Regions from separate parts of the Mus musculus genome. Here region 2 is linked to region 1. The links are chromatin contacts, called in public promoter capture Hi-C maps. All regions are on one chromosome and are shown on one strand. The core of a region is the stretch at or near the end of the contact, and the rest is flanking DNA. Distances in the headings are between cores, read along the strand shown. Region 1 has its middle 49 kb from the start of Gm32305. Region 2 holds the start of Otp (orthopedia homeobox).

Region 1 (2,700 bases), core at 57-2,556:
AAGCCACTAAATACAAGGAGCCCACGTCAGAAGATCACGTGTAACAGTCTCCCTGACAGCCCTTACTATGATAGGAACAGCAAAAATACGAATAAAATCTAAAGGCATGTTAGCTACCTCACATGTTAGATCTTTAATTACCCCCTCAATTCGTACATATAAATAAAAATGAAGGGATAACTGTTCACCAGGGACACTGCCAGTAATTCTAGCTTTAATAAATAAGACTTCATTTCTGTGGGAAAATGTGGCACACCTAAGGTTTATACATATTTCCCCTTCATCCTTCACATAGGACCTCGTTTTCAATCTGCTTTAGAAAAGTATTCATTTCCAAATGATAACATCAATATATCAAGATATTAATATTGGCCCTTAGTGAGGAAGAAAAACAATTGTATACATAGCTTTTAATTACCTGAAAAATTTTAATCTAATCTCATCATTTGGTTCAAGAAGGACAGACAGAGTTTATGCCACCAACCCACTCCCAGGTACTACCTCTGATCCCTAAGACTAACGGTTGCACTCATGGAAGGCTGCTGGGGAGAGCACTTCCAACTCTCTGCTCACTAGACTCAGGAGACTCAAGCTTCCTGCTAAGATAAGTCCTTGGGAAGGACTTATTCTGTCTCAGAAGTCTCTTTATTAGCCTCAGTCCTCTGTTGCACGGTTTGCCCAAGAACACTCAGCTCCAAAGCATAGAGCTCCTTCAGTTATTGTTTTCTCTCTTACAATCGACTATTCAGAAATTACTTTTCCCTACACAGAATCATTGAACTCAATCATCACAAAATAGCTAAAACCAAAGTGATACAGGAGCAGCCTTGGATTAGGCGGTCACGCCAGAGGAGCACAATTCATTTGCTAATTAAATGCACACTATCCAGGCCACTGCTTCCTGCCAGCGTCCACATTTCTTTTTGTGGGACCTCTAGGTTTGCTAAGGAAGGAGTGCAAACAGGACAGACCCTCCCTCTGCTCCTGGGCTGCTGAAGAGGTACATTTCCCACCCTTATTTCTATATTTCGGTTGTGAGCCTTTAACAGCCCAGCCTACTCTTATTTTTAAATTTTTTAGTTTGTAGAGAAGCCTTTTCGGATTTTTATAAATGGCACCTCCCATGCTTTGTAAAAAAAAAAAAAAAAAATGAGAACATTGCTAATAATTCCACAGCAACACCTTTTTTTTTTGGTTTTGTTTTAAACAAAACAAAGTGTCATTTTATACTTCTAACCAGAAGCCCTGGGGAATCAAATGACCTTGAATCCAAACTTGTGGACAGATTTTTGGCTCCAGTCGGCCCCAGTAGTCGGGACTGTGTTTGTCTGAATTTCTGAAGTATTTTCAGCACTCTGTACAAGGCTTGGAATCTAGAAGTTCCTCAAAAAAAAAAAATGTGTTTTCTTGAAAAGAGGTGCACTCAGGAGATAAAGCTGGAAACTCGTGGCTTCATCCGAGGGATTGGAGGTCAGTCTGGGAGAATTAGCAATTTTCAGATAACTTGGGCAGTTTGTTTCCGTTTTTTAGAAAGCTTCTTCTGGAGGCCAGGGTTGTAGTTCAGTGGGCAGAGCGCATGGCGCCCTGGGTTTGAGCCTCAGCACCATGTGAGTCAGGCATGATACATGCCTGCAATCCTAGCACTCGGATGTGGAAGAAGATTGACCGGAAAAAGTTCAAGGTCATCCTAAGACATACTGCTTTGGAGGCCAGACAGGGCTGTTGGGAGTCGGGTGGGGGGACTGAGGGAGGAGGGTGTCGGGGAAGGGAGTGGGGGAGGAAATGGGGAGAGTTGGGGGAGGGGTGGGGTAAGTGAGAGCACAGAAAGTGAGGGAAAGAGGGAGGGAGGGAGGGAGGGAAGGATGGAGGGAAAAAGGAAGGAAGGGGAGAAGAAGGAAGGAAGGAAGGAAGGAAGGAAGGAAGGAAGGAAGGAAGGAAGGAAGGAAGAGCGAGTGAACAAATCAGAGCTTGTGGACAACCATTTGCCAGCTGTGCTGGCCTCCCAGCTGTGTGAATGGCAGGGCACCACCCATCTGCTTCTTGGTCTTGGTGTTCCCAGTACCAGCCTGGACTAGAGAGCCTGAGAGCTAAGTCTGAGCATCCAGAAGAATGTGGAGATTTCAGGGCATGGAAGGGAATGTTGGTCTCCAAAAGCCTCCCTTTGTGATGTGACACCTGAGCCAATGGCTGGCCCTTTCAAACATCTAAGAAACTAGTCAGAGCCTCAGGAGACGTCACATAGATCTGAAGAAATCTCTTTTGACCCTCTAGATACATCTTTAGAGGCCAAACCAGAACTGATTCACCTTGGGTGCAGAGAGGGGCCAGCCACCCTCCTGGGGAACAAAGGACATTTGCATAATGCCTTTTCAGTCAATCCTTGTGGAAAGGACTAAGCCACCTTCTTGGAGAACATTCTCTCAGGGGACATTGCTGGATGCCTGATGTCCTCTTCAGTCCACCCCCAAAGTGACAGCCCTTCAAAAAAGGGACAAGAGTATGACCAGCATCCAATTTTATGGTTGATAAACATGTTTGGACCTTGAGCTCCCAGATAATATGTTTCTATGGGTCAGCTGGGCAGCCTCTGGAGGGATGACCTTGGACACATGACCACCAGCACATGACACACGCGGCTGGCGGAGCCTCCGGTGGCCACACAGTTCAATAAGCCTCGCTGCTCACATGATTTCCACCTTG
Region 2 (2,724 bases), core at 100-2,599, 230 kb before region 1:
CTGCCTGGTCCTCAGCCCGGTTTCCCAGGAATTGGACAGCTAGGTTGAAATAGCATCTCCTGGCCTCCTTCTCTCCACAGCCCGCTCTGGTGCTTCACAGCTCCGGCCTTCGTGTCTCCCACAAAACAAAACAAAAAACAAAACAAAAACAAAAACAAAAAAACCACTCCCAGGCCTGACAATGAAACACACCCGAGTCCTTTCACTAACTGTAACCCTGGTGTCCCAGGAAACCTTGAGAAAATTCTTAGTCGGGTGGTGCGGGAGAAAAAGAAATCAAGAGAGAGCCTTTGGAGGCTGCTCCTCCTGAGCAAAGGCGCTAAATGAACTCTGGCCAATTCCCTCTGACTTTCGGAAGATGAATATGTCTCCAAGCCTTCCACCTCTCAAAATAAGCCCAAATCAGCTCCGCCTCCCCCTCAAATCAGAGAAAGTGTTTGGGAAACGGAGTCACATCCATCACTAAAGCTCCCCAAGCCTGAAGCCCAGAACTTGGTAACCCAGATAGCTTCAAAGAAATTTAAGTAAACTCTATAGCCATAACAGTGAATCAAACTTTAGAGAATTCAACTTTTCTCTCCCGAGAAATAAACGGCTCGTCCCTCCCCGTCACTGGTAACACCGAGTCCCTTGTAGAAGGCAGGGATGCCCGAGAGGATGAGTTGGGCTTTTCTTCTCAACCAGCACACTTAGCAAATCCACCTTCATACAGCGGCTTCTCCTTCACAAAGGAGAAGATTTTTTTTTAAAAAAAGAAAACAAATTTAAGCACACTTAGAGGAGAAGGTGATGATAGAAAGGAAGAAGGGGAAAAAGGGATGAAAGAAATTCCAAATCAAAGCAAACAAGAGTGGAAAAAGAGAGAAACACCTCCAAACAAATTATCGCGGGCTAGAACTCCTTCCAAAAATAATAATATTAATAATGAAGGGGAGAGAGAAAGAAAAAAATAAGAAAAACAAAAAGGTGTCAGCATCCCCAACTCCGTTTTGTTTTGGAATCTACATATTCCATAGATTTTTTTTAAGACGATGTTAAATCAAATTAAACTTTAATACAGCACAATTACTTTTAAAGAAATTAGTCCATTTAGGGCGCATTAAGGTAAAATAAGGAACAAATTGACAATTTCCTGCCCCGGCTTCTCCTGGCTGCCCGGGTGAGAGGCGCTCACTCACCTAGCCTGGCGTCCAGGAGGTCGGCGTGAGACAGCATCGCGCACCGCTCCAGGGCGAAAGCTGTTCCCCCCCAAATTTTAGCGGCTTTAAGTTATTTAAAATAGATATAAGCTATAAGCTATACGATATAGATATATATAGATCACCTAAATGAAAGAAAATTCGGTTTGTGGTTAAAAAGGGGGCTTCTTGCATTATAATGTCCTTTAGAGAGACGGGGAGGTGCTTAACAGATGAATGAACCCGTGAGCAGCTCGGCGAGGGGACCAATCAGGAGGGCAGCCTGCAAATGTCAGCGCCCGGAGAGTCCCCCACTCCGCCCGCCCGCCCGCCTGCGCCTGCCGGGAGGAGGCGGCGGCCGCAGCCCAGGCAGCTCCAGCCTCCAGCAGCCGCTAAAGCAGCAGCGGCCACCTTGGCCTCGCCCTGGGCCTCTGGGCCGAGCCTCGGTCAGTTCTTCCCAGAGATTTTCTCCGGGCACATCTCCCCTTTCCTTGTCCTGCCTTGCTCGCTTCACAGGCTCTGTGTATCAGAGCTAGGGTGTCCCTGGAACGGGGGCAGTTCAGACACCAAAGCAGGACATGACCTCTGCATGACCTGAGAGTCGCCACCCCCAGCCCACACACATCCCACCGCACCCGCGCCCCCGCTGCCCCTGCTCGTGCCAGCTAGGGGACACTGGACCGCGGTAGTCAAAGCCCTAGCTCACCAGGCAGCCAAGCTACCATCTCTAGAACGACCCTAAATTTCTGCCACTGTTCTGCAGGCCTTCTCTAGAGACCCAGACTCTGGCCTACTGAGCCCCAATCCCATTGCAAGCCTAGAAAATAAAGAGGAAGTTGCCCCCCCACCACCACCCCGCCAAGGTCCCCTGTCCGCTTTGGGGGAGGGGGAGACTTCATGAAGTGAGCCTTCCTCCAGAACTCCAGAAGCTGCGTTCCAGGGCCACCTGCCCGATAGGCCTACACTCTCACCCAGGTCCCAACCTGCTCTTTCGGTCAAAGTTTCTAAGTTCAGCTAGACGACCAAAGCCACTTAAGGCAGTAAATAAAGTTAACCGCTCTTTATTTTCCTCTTGGATGTGTTAAACTACTTGAACAATTTAAAGTGCTTTTGCACAAGTGAAGCGAACCATTTCTAATGTTCTGATTTTTCAGAGCCAGCCAACAACAAAGTTTAGATTAGTAATATATTTCTAACCAGAGTAATTTTCAAGATCATTAGGCATTTATGTAATTAGTGCCAAATCTATAAGCTTTTATTACGATTATTAGAGTAAAATCAGTATAAATTTGTACTAATTTACTACTGTTTAGACTTGGCTGCCAAGCCCAGAGGTTCTTATTGTAAATGATAACTGAGGAAATTAAGTGCAAAATTCTGTACCGTTTCTGATCTGCTCCCAAACAATCCGTTTCAATTGTATTTGCAGCAGAACATGATGCCCCTTTAAAGTTATTTGACTTGTATTTTTATTTGCAACACAAGAAAAATGCCCTCTACCCAAGGCAAAATGAAAACTGATATTTACTGCTCCCAACTTGATTAA

What was found. Promoter capture Hi-C pulls out the DNA fragments that hold promoters and counts their contacts.
Region 2: a promoter capture Hi-C map of embryonic stem cells shows a contact between it and region 1, with 3 times the contacts expected there. The contact joins the promoter of Otp here to the enhancer-like site in region 1. A contact is called at or near these places in 7 of 39 promoter capture datasets (the C10 cell line, embryonic stem cells, hippocampal neurons and 3 more), 2 of 484 Hi-C or Micro-C datasets (the N1E-115 cell line and embryonic stem cells), 13 of 115 datasets of contacts at active chromatin or transcription factors (bone marrow-derived macrophages, embryonic forebrain, embryonic hindbrain and 4 more) and 3 of 9 other capture datasets (adipose tissue, embryonic stem cells and macrophages).

Annotation. Positions count from the first base shown.
Region 1 is chr13:94,645,952-94,648,651 of GRCm38.p6, reverse strand. No RefSeq gene overlaps it. Among named protein-coding and RNA genes, the nearest start is that of Gm32305, 49 kb to the left of the region's middle. Within about 2 kb of position 1,306, at least 6 of the 459 cell types and tissues checked have an H3K27ac peak or open chromatin away from gene starts, as enhancers often do. A contact at or near this core is called in embryonic stem cells, where this site is marked.
Region 2 is chr13:94,874,261-94,876,984 of GRCm38.p6, reverse strand. Otp (orthopedia homeobox) reads right to left here and starts at 1,349. Exons shown (of 3, transcript NM_011021.4): 1 at 1,179-1,349. The coding sequence starts at 1,215.